Regions from separate parts of the Hordeum vulgare genome. Here region 2 is linked to region 1. A link is a contact called in public Hi-C data. All regions are on one chromosome and are shown on one strand. Each heading gives the region's core, a stretch centred on a gene start, on an enhancer-like site or on the middle of the called end of the contact. The rest is flanking DNA. Distances are from core to core; before and after follow the strand shown.

Region 1 (4,148 bases), core at 513-3,012:
GATACTCGAACGAACAGGCGATCGATGGATGCAAAGGGGGTGAGAGAAAGTGTTTGGCCATACCTCGGGCGCCCAGATCTCCTCGTACTTGCAGGCGATGAGCATGGCCGCGATGCCGACGAGCTGCAGCTCTCGCCGGGGCACCGCCTGCAAGGAGAGGAACCTGTCGATGACGTAGATCGTCAGGTACATGCTCTCGGGCATGAGCTCAAATTTGTGCGTGACTTCCACAAGCCAGTCCATCAGGATAGCCCTCATCTTGGGGTTGACCTCCGGCTGGCTCCCCATGTAATCGATGGGCCGGCACTCGTGCTGCAACACGTATAGATTGGTCAAACATCGTCAGGACAGTTGCTTGCCGCGTGTCACTTGAACAGGCATGCTGAAGTGGGAGGTTTGTGGTTACCTGTGCCTCCTTGTAATACTTGTAGATGTCGTTGATGTAATCGACGACGGCGAGCTGGTTGTCACCGTCCAGCTTGTCGATGTCATCAATCGAGGCCTCCTGTATTCACAAGAACACGCGAGCAGAGTTAAGGCACTGGGATGAGCGGTAAGGGCAGAGAGAGGTGTTGGTTGGATGGAGCGCGTCGCTCACCTTCGACCGATGGTTGAGCACGGTCGTGAGGGTGTGGACGACCTTCTTCCTTGAGATCTTGGGGGCAGCGCCGGCGGCGGCGCCCTCGGACGGCTTTCTGTTTTCGTCTGAGCCGGTGGCGATATTGGCGGCCGCCGGCTCGGGGATCGGGGCGGCGGCGGCCTTGACAGGGTCCTTCTTGGCAACCCGCTTCTGGGCGGGCCGCGCTGCTGGAGGAACAGCTACGTCGTTCTGCAAACCACCACATCGATTTAGATTAGAATCCATCATCAAGAAACTGGTTTCGAAATCCATCATCAAGAAATTGGTTTCGAAGGCATGGAGGATCGGAAAGGGGGCTCGTGTCCGTACCTTTGATGGCTCGGCCTGGGCCTTCTTCAAGAGCTGAGCGCCGAAGCTCCTTGTGATCGGGCGATTGATCCCCGCCGGCAGCTGGATCTTCCTGTTGCAGCGAACAAGAAGGGATTCAGTCCAGGACATGGAACAGAAAGAAAAAGCAGAGGACGGGATTTGATCCTTGCGCTGATTTTTTTCTTACCCGTCGAGGACGGTGGTTTGGACTACGTTGCCGATGTCCCCGAGCACCCGCCTGTTTCCTCCAGCAACGCGGCCACCGGCGGCGGCGCCCTTCTGCCTCCCTGCCGGGCCTTCTGCACCTGGGCATCAGGAAGGAGAAACATGAGTAAAAGATGAAGAAATCGCTTGTTTGGCGCACGGATCGGGCAAGAAACTCGCTCGCATCGCACTGTCCTGGTTGGAAACATCAACAAAATCCGATCTTGGCGAATCAGACTCGTAAGATGAACAGATCAAGAACTCGAACGAAACAAGCGCCCAGCGGCGCAGGAGTTCCAGATCGAGAACGATCGTTCCCGACGCGGTGCGGCAAAAAAGGAAGATTCGGTGGGCGGGCGGACGGGCGGCTCACCTCCGTTGGCCGCCGGCTGCGGAGCGGCAGCCGCGTGCTGGTTGTTGTGCCTCGTCGCCATGAGTTGCGCTTGTTCCGGCTCCGTTAGAAGACCTCGGGAACCGGCGAGGTGCGGCTCCTCCGGCGAGCTCCCGGACGGAACAGGGCGGCCTCCGATTCGTCCCTGCTACGGCTGCGCTCGTCGGGTTGGGGGATTGGTCGATTGGATTGGAGGGGGGCGGGGGCGGGGGATGGTGTGGGGGACGGGGCGGGAGGGGGCTGGGGCTTTATTTCGGACCGGCCTCCAACGGTCGGGAGATCCGACTCTCCGGCACGGGAACTAGCCGTTGGGGCTACCGTTCAAGGGAAGTTTTTACCGGCGCGTGGATCTCACGGTAATTTTTTTGGTAATTTCTTGGCTGTGTTCCGTGCTCGTATGCACTCGCTTTGAATTATTCTCAAGAAGAAAGGAAAACTCTCTCTACGCGTCTCGTGCTGTTGAAGCCTCAAACGGAACGGATACGGGGTACTACCGTTTCTTCCCCATCCTAGCGAGGTGAAACGCGACGTGATTGGGATGGGACTCACAAGTGCTACTTCGTGCGCGAGGACCAAACTGTTGTGAAGCCATTTTTCTTTTGGCGGCTATTACAAATGAGCCGACTCATTTGTTCTAGTCGTAAGCCATATTGGCAGCCCTCCGATCGGACGAGTCCTTACCGTTTGATTAAGTCGCGACATCGCCCCACGCCAGTAGCAACGCATCGACAACCTTCGTAGCATTCGAATTACTGCATTGAAGCGACAAGTCCCTACCTGAGCCCCGCGGATCACGGGCGACGACGCGATCGGTGACCTACGGCGACTCCGCCCTCCCCCACCCACCCTCCCGCCTGCCACCCATCGTCGTCGTTCTGCCCGAGATATCCGTCGTCTGCAACACTCGTAATACTCGAGCCGCCCCTGACTGGTTGGATCCAAGGCGCAGCACATCTACACAAACATGGTTGCTTCCACTTTTAATCGAAGCTTCAATGGATCAGTTGCATCCACGTGGACGGATCAAACTCCGACGAATTACGTACTACCTCCTGCCAGTACCTACAGAAATCTACCAGTGTTCTTTGGAGAAAATCAACCTTCTACTATCAATTCTTCTGCAAATTAGATGAGTACTATGTAAATAGAACTTGTGTTGTAATGTCACTCTTGAAATTAACCTTCTCTGTAAAATATGAAGCACTCCTTGTGATTCCTTGTTTTTTTTGACTTAAACATGGTAGTCTCCGTTCAGAAAAGAAATCAGTAGGGTGCTGCAAAAAAATCAGAAAATTCAAAAACAACAGTGTGGGATGTGTGTGTTAAAAAATGTTCTGAAAATTCAGCCTTAAAAATTCACAAAGTTCGTGTCAAAAAGTTATGTTTATGCTTTGTTGACACAAGAACCTAAACAATGTCCTCATTTGATGTTAAAACAGTTCAGTTTATGCTCTTGTGAGACCTAAACAGTGTGTTGTCTTGATGTTTCCAGTCTTACTGATGAATACAATTGGTTGCAATAGAAGGAGAGATTATTGTTGAAACTATTGTTAAATAAGAGGATTCAGAAATCATTGTTTTCATATTGAAGATGATTTTAGGATGTTGAGTTAGAAATGAAGTAACAAAATAATGAAAGTGACTTTTGAAAAACTAGTAATGCCATGCTTCAAGCTGCTAATGGCATTCAACAAATAATTAAATATTTATATTTAGGAGCATTTGCATATTGTTCAAAAAGGATGCATGGTTGTACTATTGATGGCTTTTTCATAGGATGTTGATGATGGGACACGAGCTCAACAGAGTTATGCGGCACCTGATTTTGCAACAAATCCAGGAACGAATTCACATGGTGGACACAACTCAACCGATGCAATGTATGATGGTGATGAAGAGGATGAAGAGATTTCATCGCAACCACTTTTACCCTATGTTAGCATGCAATTTGACACTTTTGATTATGCTAGAACATTCTACAATGAATATCTCTTCAAGACTAGATTTGGAATACACATAGACGCTTCTAAAAACAGACAAAAGAAAGGTCCTAAGACAATTATCAAGAGGGTTTTTCAGTGCTATGCTTGGAGCGTCCCGTTCTTTACTTTTTAGTTTGTTTTAGTTTTGCTTGTTGTTCATAACAAGTTAGAACCTAGACTTCCTTGTTTGGGAGAGAAACACGCTTCATTCCACTCTAGAACACAACATAGGTTTTCATGCTTATCTTTTTGTGTGTGTTCTCTATCTTTACATAGCTGCTGGCATGATTAGCTCTTATTTTTCCATGCTATATCTTTTTAAGAGCTTTTATTTAGGTTGCTTTTGGAACTCTCTTGAGTTATCATGCTTATCTTGTTTAGAGAGTGGGATTGTTGCACTGAGTTGTGTGTCTTGCATGAGTAGGTAATTGAGGTTGCTATTTAAGTATAGTAGTAACTTGCAATAGTTTTGAGGTATTGATTTGAGTAATGTTTGGACTATTGGTGCCAAGAGCTTGAGCCTATTAGTGATAGGTGTCGTATTTTGGAAAATCCGTGTGTTTTTCAAAAACTAAAAATTAGTTGAGAACTCTAGCTACTAGATTGATCGCTAACCTCTAGA
Region 2 (4,434 bases), core at 1,230-3,729, 290 kb after region 1:
GTTCAGTTCATGATGTGGCCGGAGGACTTCAAGTATCTCTTTGTCTCGATTTGCTTCTTCAGATGTTATGTTCCTGTTATCGGACCAGATAAGATCTAGGATGTTGATGAATGCCTTCTCACCTAGAAAAGCTTCAATTGCTTCCTCTGTGCTAGCAACACACTCGATATTCTTAATACAAATATGCCCTCTGATTTCCTTCATTGCCTTCAATTCACTGATCTTGTATCCTTTGTCTGCACGGATCACAAATTCATTCAACTGTTGAAGACAAGTTAAGTTACCTATTCTGGCTATGCCTGTGACCAACTCTGTTCTTGCTTCTAGCCATCGAAGATTTACAAGATTGGTTATGCTTTGTGGGAGATAATCTAATTCATGGCAGTTTTTCAACTTAAGTATTTGCAAGCTGAAGAGCCTACCAATTGATGAAGGCAACATTGCTATACCAGTGCCCGAGAGATTCAAATATTGAAGCATTTTTAAGCTTCCAATGGAATCTGGCAACTCAGTAATGTCTCGCCGGTTTAAATCGAGCACATGGAGGTACCTTAATTCGAGGAACAGATCACTGGGGATAGACCTTGTCATTGATTTATATCCACTTAGCAGTAGAAGTGTCCGTGCTCTCTTAAATCCAAGAAAGGCTTCAAATGAAGTCTGGCTTCTATTTTCACAAGAGAATGAGAGGTGCCTGGCACTTTTTGCAGAGCTGTTGTTGTTTGGAAGGTCATCCAGTCTGAGGCATTCATGAATTGAGACCGACTGTGCTAGGTCATGCATAGCATCATGCATCACATATCCACCTTTGTGATGTTGGAAGAAGGACCTGCTTAGTAATTCATCAAAATAGCTACTTCCAATCTCTTCCATTCTTCTCCTCCGCTGAGGCTGAATAAACCCAAGGGCCATCCATATCTGAACCAACCTGTCTTTCTCAAACACATAATCTTTGTGAAAGACTGAGCAAAATGCAAAACATCTCTTCAGTATGGCAGGCAAATGATTGTAACTCAATCTCAGAGCTGGCAATATATTGTTCTTATCTGATGGCAGTTCCCATATTTCACTCCTTAATACATTTTTCCAGTCATCCTCGGTATCCTGGGAACACAGTAAGCTGCCTATTGCTTTTGCAGCTAGTGGTAAGCCTTTTAACTTCTTCACAATTTCCTTGCCTATCATTTCCAAATTTGGGTGTGCATCGGAGTTACCATCCACAAATGCATAGCTCCTGAACAAAAACCAGCAATCATTGTCGGATAACTGATTTAGATAGTATGGAGTCATCCCACCCATTAGTTTCCCTACATTTTTGTTCCTTGTGGTTACTACTATTCTGCTTCCCTTTCCTCCAGTAAGTAGAGCACGACGGTATGTGTCCCACTTTTCAGGGTCCTCGTTCCATACATCATCAAGTACTAGAAGAAACCTTTTACCTTTTAGCTTTTTCGAGAGGTCTTCCTGGAGCAAGTTCATGTTGGTTGTGACCGATGAGACCCCACTGATAACTGATTCAAACTCACTGGCAACTGATTCAATGGTCTCCTTGGTAAGCTTCATCTGATCAAAATTTTCAGAAACACACAGCCAGACCCTTAACTGGAAATGCTCTTTTATTCTTGTATCATTGTAGACAAGCTGTGTTAGAGTCGTCTTCCCCAATCCGCCCATACCCACTATGGGAAGAATGGAAAGGTTGGACTGGTTGGAGTTATTCTGATCAAGCAACATCTTCACAATGGTCTCCTTATCTTCTTCTCTTCCAAACACACTTGAGTCATCGATTATTGAGCTGGTCTCAGGCCTCTCCTTTATCTCTTTCCTGTCCGTTGCACTGATCATGTTTGGACCAATAATCTCTCTTTCCTTGACAAGCCTATTGAGCTTCTCCTCAACCTTCTTTATGTCTTGCAGTATCTTGTGGTTGAATAAACAGGTGTTGAACCAAAAGCAGCAGAAACAGCTTCTAACCTTGTCCAAATGGTTGTCGTTGGATGGTCCTTCTAGTTTGGATCGAAGGGCCTCAGCTGCATAATCATCGAGCAAGTCATCCATCTCATATGCGACATCCTTGAGCTTGGCAAGCCAGCTTCGTGCGGCTTTATCCTTCAGCTGCCGCTCCTCAGCATCTTCAACATGAGCTTGAATGGTCGACAGACTGCTGGATAGTTTCTCCAGCTGCTCGGCTACATCTTGAGGTAATTTCAGCTCACCAAAAGCGGTAGCGATCACTTTCTCGAAGAGTGCCTGCATGAAGGCAGACAGAACAGCTTCTCCGATCGGCATGGTTCTTGGCCGTTTACAGTCTCCCAGAGATGCCAACTGGAAATCTAGAACAAGGGGTGAGGAGGTTGGGGTGTGTGTGTGTGTGTGGGTGGGTGGGGGAGGCACACTATTATTGTTCTGCCATTGACTCCAAAGTCGTTTCTCTTGGTACCAGCTGAAGCTGAGGGTGTACTTTTCAGAGAAAATGAGTCGTATTTATTCCTGTCATCCACTAACACAGTACTCAATTTGATCATGGCGCCTAGGCACGACTTGTTTCAGATTAAGAATTATCTACTTGATGTGCAACTTTCTATAACTTGAGTTGTTTATTCCGTTGATCATTTCATATCTTGTGCAGCCAAAACCAACAGATGGAACAAGTTATCCTATTCTTCACCGTTACATGTAACGATAAAGAAATCTTCACCAAAGCAGAGGGATTCGAGCCTGGCAGTTTCCTGGAAAGACTGATGAAGGAAGATGTTGACTCCAGATGGAAAAAGGGAACACGGTTGATTGCTGTGTGTCTGGGTGGGTGACACCATTCTCTTTTTCTTGTCACTAGTCAACAATTTGTGGCCCTTATTGGATGGAAAATTTGGAAGAAAGCCGCCAAGGATGACTGCTTCAACGCATGGCGTGGTTTATTTAGAGCATGGTTAATAGTATAGCCAACTGCTGGCTATAAGCAGTCTTATAGTCCATCTTATAGCTAGCTTGTACAATAGTTAGCTATAAAAGAGTACTATTTTTATCATATATGGCCCACCTTTCATTCTTACAAAGCACCTAGGAGCACGTGCTAGAGCGGGCTTTTCACGAAGAGAGCGCTTCACTTCTCTCTCCTCTTCTCTCTCATCCAACTCAGCAAAAATATAGTATTTTAATCCTTACAGCCTGCTGATTGTACATTATTGTACTTGCTCTTATTGATTGATCGAAGAGACTGAGTTAACAGGTGCATGCACACATGTCCCAGTTCAGTTCCTTGATACGTGTAATTTATGTAATGGATGAAGGTACGTGCACGATTGAGGTTTTTTTTTTTTGTAAAATACACAAAGTTCAGTTCCTTGACACGTGTAGCGTATGTAATGGTGTTAGTTAATTCAGCTTGTTGTTTCCTCTGTCATTATTCCAGGAGAGTGATGGGTTGTTGGGGTGTCAATTGCTGCTATCCAATGCATGAAGTCTTGCAGTCTTAGTTCAGTTCTGTTGAAAGTTTAAGTTCTGGGTTCGATTTGTGCTCGTTTATTTTTTTCTTATGGGAGGAATCATATCATGGTACGGTGTATTTGCATGTAATAAGTATGAAATGGTTACTTATTGTCCAGATGGAGTAAAGTATAGCGGTAAAACACATGAAGATGGAAAAAAAAACTGTATTTTTACATACATTGTACACAAGTACAACAGCACAACACTACATACAACATGCTGTACAAAGGGCGGTATATACATTTCCTGTACACTCTAACAGGCTTAGGCCCGTACCCCCACCTAGTGTGGGGGCAAGGGGACGGGCCGAAGGCCACCTTATAAACTGGCGTATCGTGCGGTAGATTAGGGATGCGGTACAAACTCTAAAAAAAACATGGAATGCTACGGTCGTCAAAATACAAAGGGACTGAAATTATGCTTGCGCTGGCTCGGCCCACTGTATAACTTTTATCATACTTGGGCCTCATCTCGCAGCTTCTCCAAATCTTGCTGGGCCGGACGCAGACTCCGTCGCTCGCGGGCGGTGCTGCCTGCATCGCGACTCCGCTCCTGTTGCCCAGCTCACGCCCGTCGCATTGCATCGCCGCCGCCGCCGCCGTCGCGCTCACCATTTTTTGATGCTGTAAGCTCTCACGGGTTCTCCCGGATGCGCGCCCGCCGGACGTGCAATTCAGAGAGAACTCAGGGCGCGCATCCGGGAGAAGTAGTCGCTGACCACGAGCACCGCTCGTGCGCACTGACGGGTGGTCAGTACCCGCCGCGTTTCCTCAAGAATCCGCAGTCGCAGATCATCGCCCTGCGAAACAGGAGATCACGGGGAAACACTTCAGGGAACCCTGCATCTGAAGCGCACACGACTGTTGAAACTGCACATGCATGGCGGGGACAGGTTTACCTGCCGCAGGAGGCCTTCCAGGGCGCCAAGCTTTGCCACCGCCGCAG

What was found. Hi-C and Micro-C count contacts between places; a contact is called where the count stands out from the background.
Region 2: a contact with region 1 is called in a Hi-C map of leaf, with 5 times the contacts expected there. The contact joins the promoter of LOC123444091 here to the promoter of LOC123444065 in region 1. A contact is called at or near these places in 3 of 6 Hi-C or Micro-C datasets (all in leaf).

What each region holds. Positions count from the first base shown.
Region 1 is chr1H:447,778,698-447,782,845 of MorexV3_pseudomolecules_assembly, forward strand. It overlaps LOC123444065 (cyclin-B1-5-like), which reads right to left and starts at 1,763. Exons shown (of 9, transcript XM_045120674.1): 1 at 1,527-1,763; 2 at 1,137-1,254; 3 at 950-1,040; 4 at 599-829; 5 at 407-505; 6 at 64-312. The coding sequence starts at 1,587.
Region 2 is chr1H:448,063,877-448,068,310 of MorexV3_pseudomolecules_assembly, forward strand. It overlaps LOC123444091 (putative disease resistance protein RGA3), which reads right to left and starts at 2,480. Exons shown (of 2, transcript XM_045120710.1): 1 at 1-2,480. The coding sequence starts at 2,289. It overlaps LOC123444103 (transcription factor HBP-1b(c1)-like), which reads right to left. Exons shown (of 8, transcript XM_045120728.1): 7 at 4,388-4,434; 8 at 3,640-4,288. The coding sequence ends at 4,163. LOC123444119 (a long non-coding RNA gene) reads left to right here. Exons shown (of 4, transcript XR_006630944.1): 3 at 2,630-3,290; 4 at 3,413-3,604.